2 separate regions of the Sus scrofa genome follow, and region 1 is linked to region 2. Evidence: chromatin contacts called from public HiChIP or PLAC-seq data. All regions are on one chromosome and are shown on one strand. The core of a region is the stretch at or near the end of the contact, and the rest is flanking DNA. Distances in the headings are between cores, read along the strand shown. Region 1 has its middle 12 kb from the start of TRIM25. Region 2 has its middle 34 kb from the start of TRIM25.

Region 1 (2,931 bases), core at 387-2,886, 46 kb before region 2:
GGTCGAATCGGAGCTGTAGCCACCAGCCTACGCCAGAGCCACAGCAACGCGGGATCCGAGCCACGTCTGCAACCTACACCACAGCTCACGGCAACGCCGGATCGTTAACCTGAACCCGCAACCTCATGGTTCCTAGTCAGGAACCATGACGGGAACTCCTAGTTGGGTTCTTAATCTGATGAGCCACAACACGAACTCGTCATCATTTTTCCTTAAGACAAGTTATCTAACCTCTCAGAACCCCAGTATCCTTATCACGGTAACCACCAATAGGAGTGTGGTCAGGATTAAATGAGATAATGATGCCTGCAAAGCATTTCGCACAGGCCCTGGTGTGTGGTAAGCACTTGATGAGACATTCGTTATGATTTATGTTTCTATTATGTGATTTGCTCAAGGTCCTACTCCAAATTTTTGGTGGAATTTGAATCCCCTTCTTTTTAAGTTGTTTTTACCTGTTCGGAAAAACTTGTGCCGTATTTCATACTGTAATTGTCAGGTTGAGATTCTCTTTAATTACATCTTTAAGTAGGAGGAAGTCAATCACCTAATGCTCATTTGTGATGCTTGTTAGAATAGGAGGCTTGGGGATTTTTGCCAATGACTACATCCACCCATTATCTCCAAACTGTTATATCTTATCCTAACATTTGAGTGATACAGCTTTTTTCCCAGGGCTCTAGCCTCTTAGAACACATGAGCTCCACTTTCAAAGAGGTTATATTAAGAAAGAAATTCTGGGGAGCTCCTGTCATGGCTTAGTGGTACCAAACCTGACTGGTATCCATGAGGATTCAGGTTCAATCCCTGCCCTTGCTCCGTGGGTTGGGGATCTGGCGTTGCCCTGAGCTGTGGGTGTAGGTCGCAGACATGGCTCAGATCTGGCATTGCTTTGGCTGTTGTGTAGTCCAGCAGCTGCAGCTCCGATCTGAACCCTGGCCTGGGAAATTTTATATGCAGTTGGTGTGGCCCTAAAAAGGCAAAGAAAAGCCACTCTGGACTTCCCTCGTGGGACAGCTGGTTCAGGATCTGGTGTTGTCACTGCAGTGCCTTGGGTTGCTGCTGTGGCTTGGGTTCAGTCCCTGGCCTAGGAACTTCCAGAGGCTGCAGAGGTATGGCCAAAAAAAAAAAAAAAAAAGCAACTCAAGTGGTTTTTTGGTTTTTGGTTCTGTTTTCAGCTCACAGAAAAGTCATCCAGAGAGGAACTGGTGACAGATTAGAGGGACATAAGAATAATGAAGCCCTAGAAAAAGGCACTTGGGATAGAATGGGATTGGCAGTTGGCTCTGCAGGACACTTGGGCCAGGCCAGTGGTTTTGTTGATCTTGCGGTAATGCAAGCCTGTGTGTTACGCCACAGTATGTACTGCGAGCAGTGCTTCGTGACCTTTTTACACACTAGGACTCACATCGAAGATGCCACTGGTAGGGCACCCTGGGAGAAGCAAATGATGCTGTTAGGGCCAGAGGCGACCACCCGTGGGTTCTGGCTGCCCCAGAGCCGGGGCGGGGGGGAGGATCCATATCCTGGAACACAGATGCCATGTGCCATTTGAGTGCCCCACCTATTTGGACAGCAGTTCCTGACACAGCAGTTAGCTGAGGAACAGGAAATGGGCCCAGCTTGGCCTGAGCAGCTCTGAGCAGCTCCACCATCATGCTGGCCCGGTGACCTCAGAGCCTAGGAGGGGCCACCAATGCCATTCTGGCTCCTGACTGAAACCCACAGCTGCAGAGGCGAAGATCATGACAAAGCAGTTTGAGAGGCTGGGAATGATGGCAATCGCTCTGTGCCAGCTATTTTTCTGAACACTTTACTTGTGTGAATTTACTGACACAAGAACCTGATGAGATAGGTGTTGTTATTATTTCCATTTTACAGAAGAGGAAACTGAGGTACAGAGGGGAAGTTCCTGGCCCGTGATCACACAGCTTAGTGAAGGAAGGAACTGGGGTCCACCTCCAGATTGTTCCAGAGTCTGTCCTCTCAACCACCAAGTGTCACCATCTCTCCAGCAGTAGAAGATTCCAAGTGAAAATGCAAATTGTGGCACAATATATATTTATAGAGTGTATTTCCCACTTGCATTAAAAAAAGAGGCTCCTGAAAAAGTATGTATATATGTATGTGTAACTTGTCCCCAGGCTGTACAGCGGAACAAATTTAAAAAAATAAAAAAAATTTTAAAAAAAAGACAAAAAAAAAAAAAAAAAAAGAGGCTCCTGATGCAGAATATGTAAAGAACATTCTGGAAGGACATTTGTGAAACTAAGTATAGTCATCTCTATACGTAGGAACTGAGGAAGAGGAGGCGTTTCGATTTTTTTACATCCTTCCTCTCTGTAACTTCTTGCCACAAGCATGCCATACCTGTGTAGTTTTGTAGTATGTTTGAAAGAGATATGGTATCCCTAGAACTGTTTCTTAGGAAAACATCAGCAAATAGAACTCTTGGGCAACAGGAAATAGAGAAGTTGTGTCTAAGGGGAAGCGGGATAAGAAGAGGATGCAGAAGTAGCTAGTAACATAGACCCTGATGGATTTCCAACATGAAGTAAGAAATGTACAGCACATCTTGACCTGCTGCTTCCTCTTCCCAAGGCCCAGGGAGTGGGGGGGGGGAGAGAATAAGGAATCTGCAATTGTCCAAAAGTGTAGCCCTTCTGTGGGGGTGGAGAGGGTGGGAGCATCAAAGAAATGCAACCAGGGTCAGTAGCTGCCTCCATCATGCTGCCTCTGCAGACACCCAGGTGCCCCAGGTACCAGCTGAGACTCCATCTGCTCCCTGGGCTGATGGGGCGTGGCTCCCACCTCCCCATCAGCTGGTTAGAAACTGAGTGGGAGGAAACGAACACAAAAGTCCACCCTTAGACTGTGGGTTCAATTGAAAGAATGGGCTAGGAGTTTCCTGTGGCTTAACAGTTAGGGATC
Region 2 (2,700 bases), core at 18-2,517:
TGCTGCAGGTGTGGTGTAGGTCAAAACTGCGGCTTGGTTTCAGTCCCTGGCCTGGGAACTTCCACATAATGTGGGTATAGCAAACAAACAAACAAACAAACAAAAACCCAAAACTACTCAGTTTGCAGCTTTCTATTCATCTTTCTCTGTGTAAAAGATTCACAGACACATACAAACAGCATTTGACCTTTGATACCAATATCCATTAATAATATTGGATATTAATCCAATTGGATATTAATATTAATCCAATTGGATATTAATAATATTGGATATTAATCGCCCTCTGATGCCACTGGGATGCAATAACTTTTGAAGAAATACAAAGAAAAGTGTCACCTTTTTAGAGCAGAAAAGCTGAATTTCTAAAATGCCACACAAAATCAATGCTTCTTTAACAGTAAATACTTCTTTTTTAAAAAAGCTCAAAAACGTATTCCCACTATATAAAGAACTCATAGCTTATCTGTAAAAATGACACCTTTTATACAACACTTAAAGAAAAGGCTGAATGCAGTCTGCGCTGTAGTCCCTTTTTGGAAAGTTATTTTTTAACCATAGAAATCTATGAGTTCCCGTCGTGGCTCAGTGGAAACGAATCCAACTAGGAACCATAAGGTGGCGGGTTCGATCCCTGGCCTCGCTCAGTGGGTTAAGGATCTGGCATTGCCGTGAGCTGAGGTGTAGGTCGCAGACATGGCTCGATCCTGTGTTGCTATAGCTGTGGTGTAGGCCTATGGCTACAGCTCTGATTAGACCCCTAGCCTGGGAACCTCCATATGCCACGGGAGCAGCCCTAGAAAAGGCAAAAAGACACACACACACACACACACACACACACACACACACACAAATTTCTGTGAAGGAGTTCCTGTTGTGTCTCAGCAGAAACGAATCTGACTAGTATCCACGAGGACGAAGGTTTGATCCCTGGCCTCCCTCAGTGGGTTAAGGATCTGGTGTTGCTGTGACTGTGGTGTTGGTCAGTGGCTACAGCACTGATTGGACCCCTAGCCTGGGAAACTCCTAGGCTAAAAGTGCAGCCCTGAAAAGACAAAAAAAAAAAAAAAAAAAAAAAAAAAAAAAAAAAAAAAAGAAAAGAAATTCTATGAAATGTAAACAAAAAAGCTTCTGCATTTGTTTCCCTGTTGTGAGGTTGCTACACAATTGTGTACTATTCTATGAGCAGCTCTTCACTCTGCTAACAGAAGCCCTACCTGTTAGGTGGAGTGGTTTCTGTTTTGCATAGTTTTGTGACTCATAATGAGTCACAACTCTCTACGTCTAGCGTTTAATATGCTTCAAGTCAGATTTTTTTTTTTTAGCCATTCTAACAATGGCACACATTGACCTTTCATTTGTCACTTTTCTGGAAGGTAGCCAATTACCAGAAACTAAGCACAACAGTGCCATTCAGCACTCTTGAAACTTGTAGGAGATGGCAGTCTTTACCACTGGGGAAAGGAAAGAGTCCTAGAAAAGTGATAATTCCCAATATTATGGCAAGATGGAGACTAACAGAAGCCGAAAAGTAGAGGCTGAAATTCTGTCTCACAGCTGTCTTTTCTATTGTGTATTATTTATTTATTTATTTTGTCTTTTTGCCATTTCTTGGGCTGCTCCCACGCATATGGAGCAGGCTAGGGGTCGAATCAGAACTGTAGCCGCCGGTCTACGCCAGAGCCACAGCAACGAGGGATCCGAGCCATGTCTGCGACCTACACCACAGCTCACGGCAACACTGGATCCTTAACCCACTGAGCAAGGGCAGGGATCGAACCCGCAACCTCATGGTTCCTAGTTGGATTCATCAACCACTGCACCACGATGGGAACTCCATTATTTTTAAGATTATTTATTTTTTTGGCCCTGCCCACAGCATAAGTTGTTCCTGGACCAGGGATCAAATCCTAGCCACAGCAGTGATCCATAACTGCTAGGCCACCAGGGAACTCCTCTCTCGTGGGTGTTTAATCTTTCCCTTTCCATTACGTGGTCCCTTTCCCCCGTGCTGCCAAACCGATTATGCCACTGTATTTCTTTCTCTTTTTTCCTGCTTTTTCGGGCTGCACCCAAGGCATATGAAAGTTCCCAGGCTAGGGGTCCAGTCAGAGCTGCAGTCTACACCACAGCCATAGCAACGCAGGATCCAACACCTGGGACCTACACTTCAGCTTGCAGCAACACTGGATGCTTAACCTACTGAGTGAGGCCAGGGATCGAACCGCCATCCTCATGGATACTAATTAGATTAATTTTCGCTGTGCCAAGATGGGAACTCCCCCCATTTGCATACTTTCTTACCGCTCTTGAAATAATAGATCCTTACTCGTCTTATCTCTCCCTCCTGTTTCGTTTGTTCAGAGTCTGTTGCCATTACCTGAGTCATGGTTACAAGTTTTGGTATCAGATACTAAAGGTCACTGCTCCTCTCACTGAATTAAAGCAAACCTCCTGCAACATGTTAGTCAGAGTTTGTTTCTAAGGAACAGAAACTCACTACAGCTGGGCCCCCTCCTTTTCCAAAGGAAATAAGCATGGTATTTATTTATCTGTTTGTCTGCCACGCCCATGGCATACGGAAGTTCCCAGGACAGGGACTGACCCCTTGGCCTGAGCAGCACAGCCTGAGTTGCTACAGTGACAACTCTAGGCCCTTAACCTGCTAGGCCACCAGGCAACTCTATAAGCATGTTATTT

Evidence for each region. HiChIP or PLAC-seq counts read pairs in DNA pulled down with a chosen protein or histone mark.
Region 1: an H3K27ac HiChIP or PLAC-seq map of alveolar macrophages shows a contact between it and region 2. The contact joins two enhancer-like sites. A contact is called at or near these places in 1 of 5 promoter capture datasets (liver), 4 of 47 Hi-C or Micro-C datasets (epiblast stem cells, liver and skeletal muscle) and 2 of 2 datasets of contacts at active chromatin or transcription factors (alveolar macrophages and skeletal muscle).

Annotation. Positions count from the first base shown.
Region 1 is chr12:33,223,041-33,225,971 of Sscrofa11.1, reverse strand. No RefSeq gene overlaps it. Among named protein-coding and RNA genes, the nearest start is that of TRIM25, 12 kb to the right of the region's middle. Within about 2 kb of position 1,636, at least 11 of the 83 cell types and tissues checked have an H3K27ac peak or open chromatin away from gene starts, as enhancers often do. A contact at or near this core is called in alveolar macrophages, where this site is marked.
Region 2 is chr12:33,176,623-33,179,322 of Sscrofa11.1, reverse strand. No RefSeq gene overlaps it. Among named protein-coding and RNA genes, the nearest start is that of TRIM25, 34 kb to the left of the region's middle. Within about 2 kb of position 1,267, at least 13 of the 83 cell types and tissues checked have an H3K27ac peak or open chromatin away from gene starts, as enhancers often do. A contact at or near this core is called in alveolar macrophages, where this site is marked.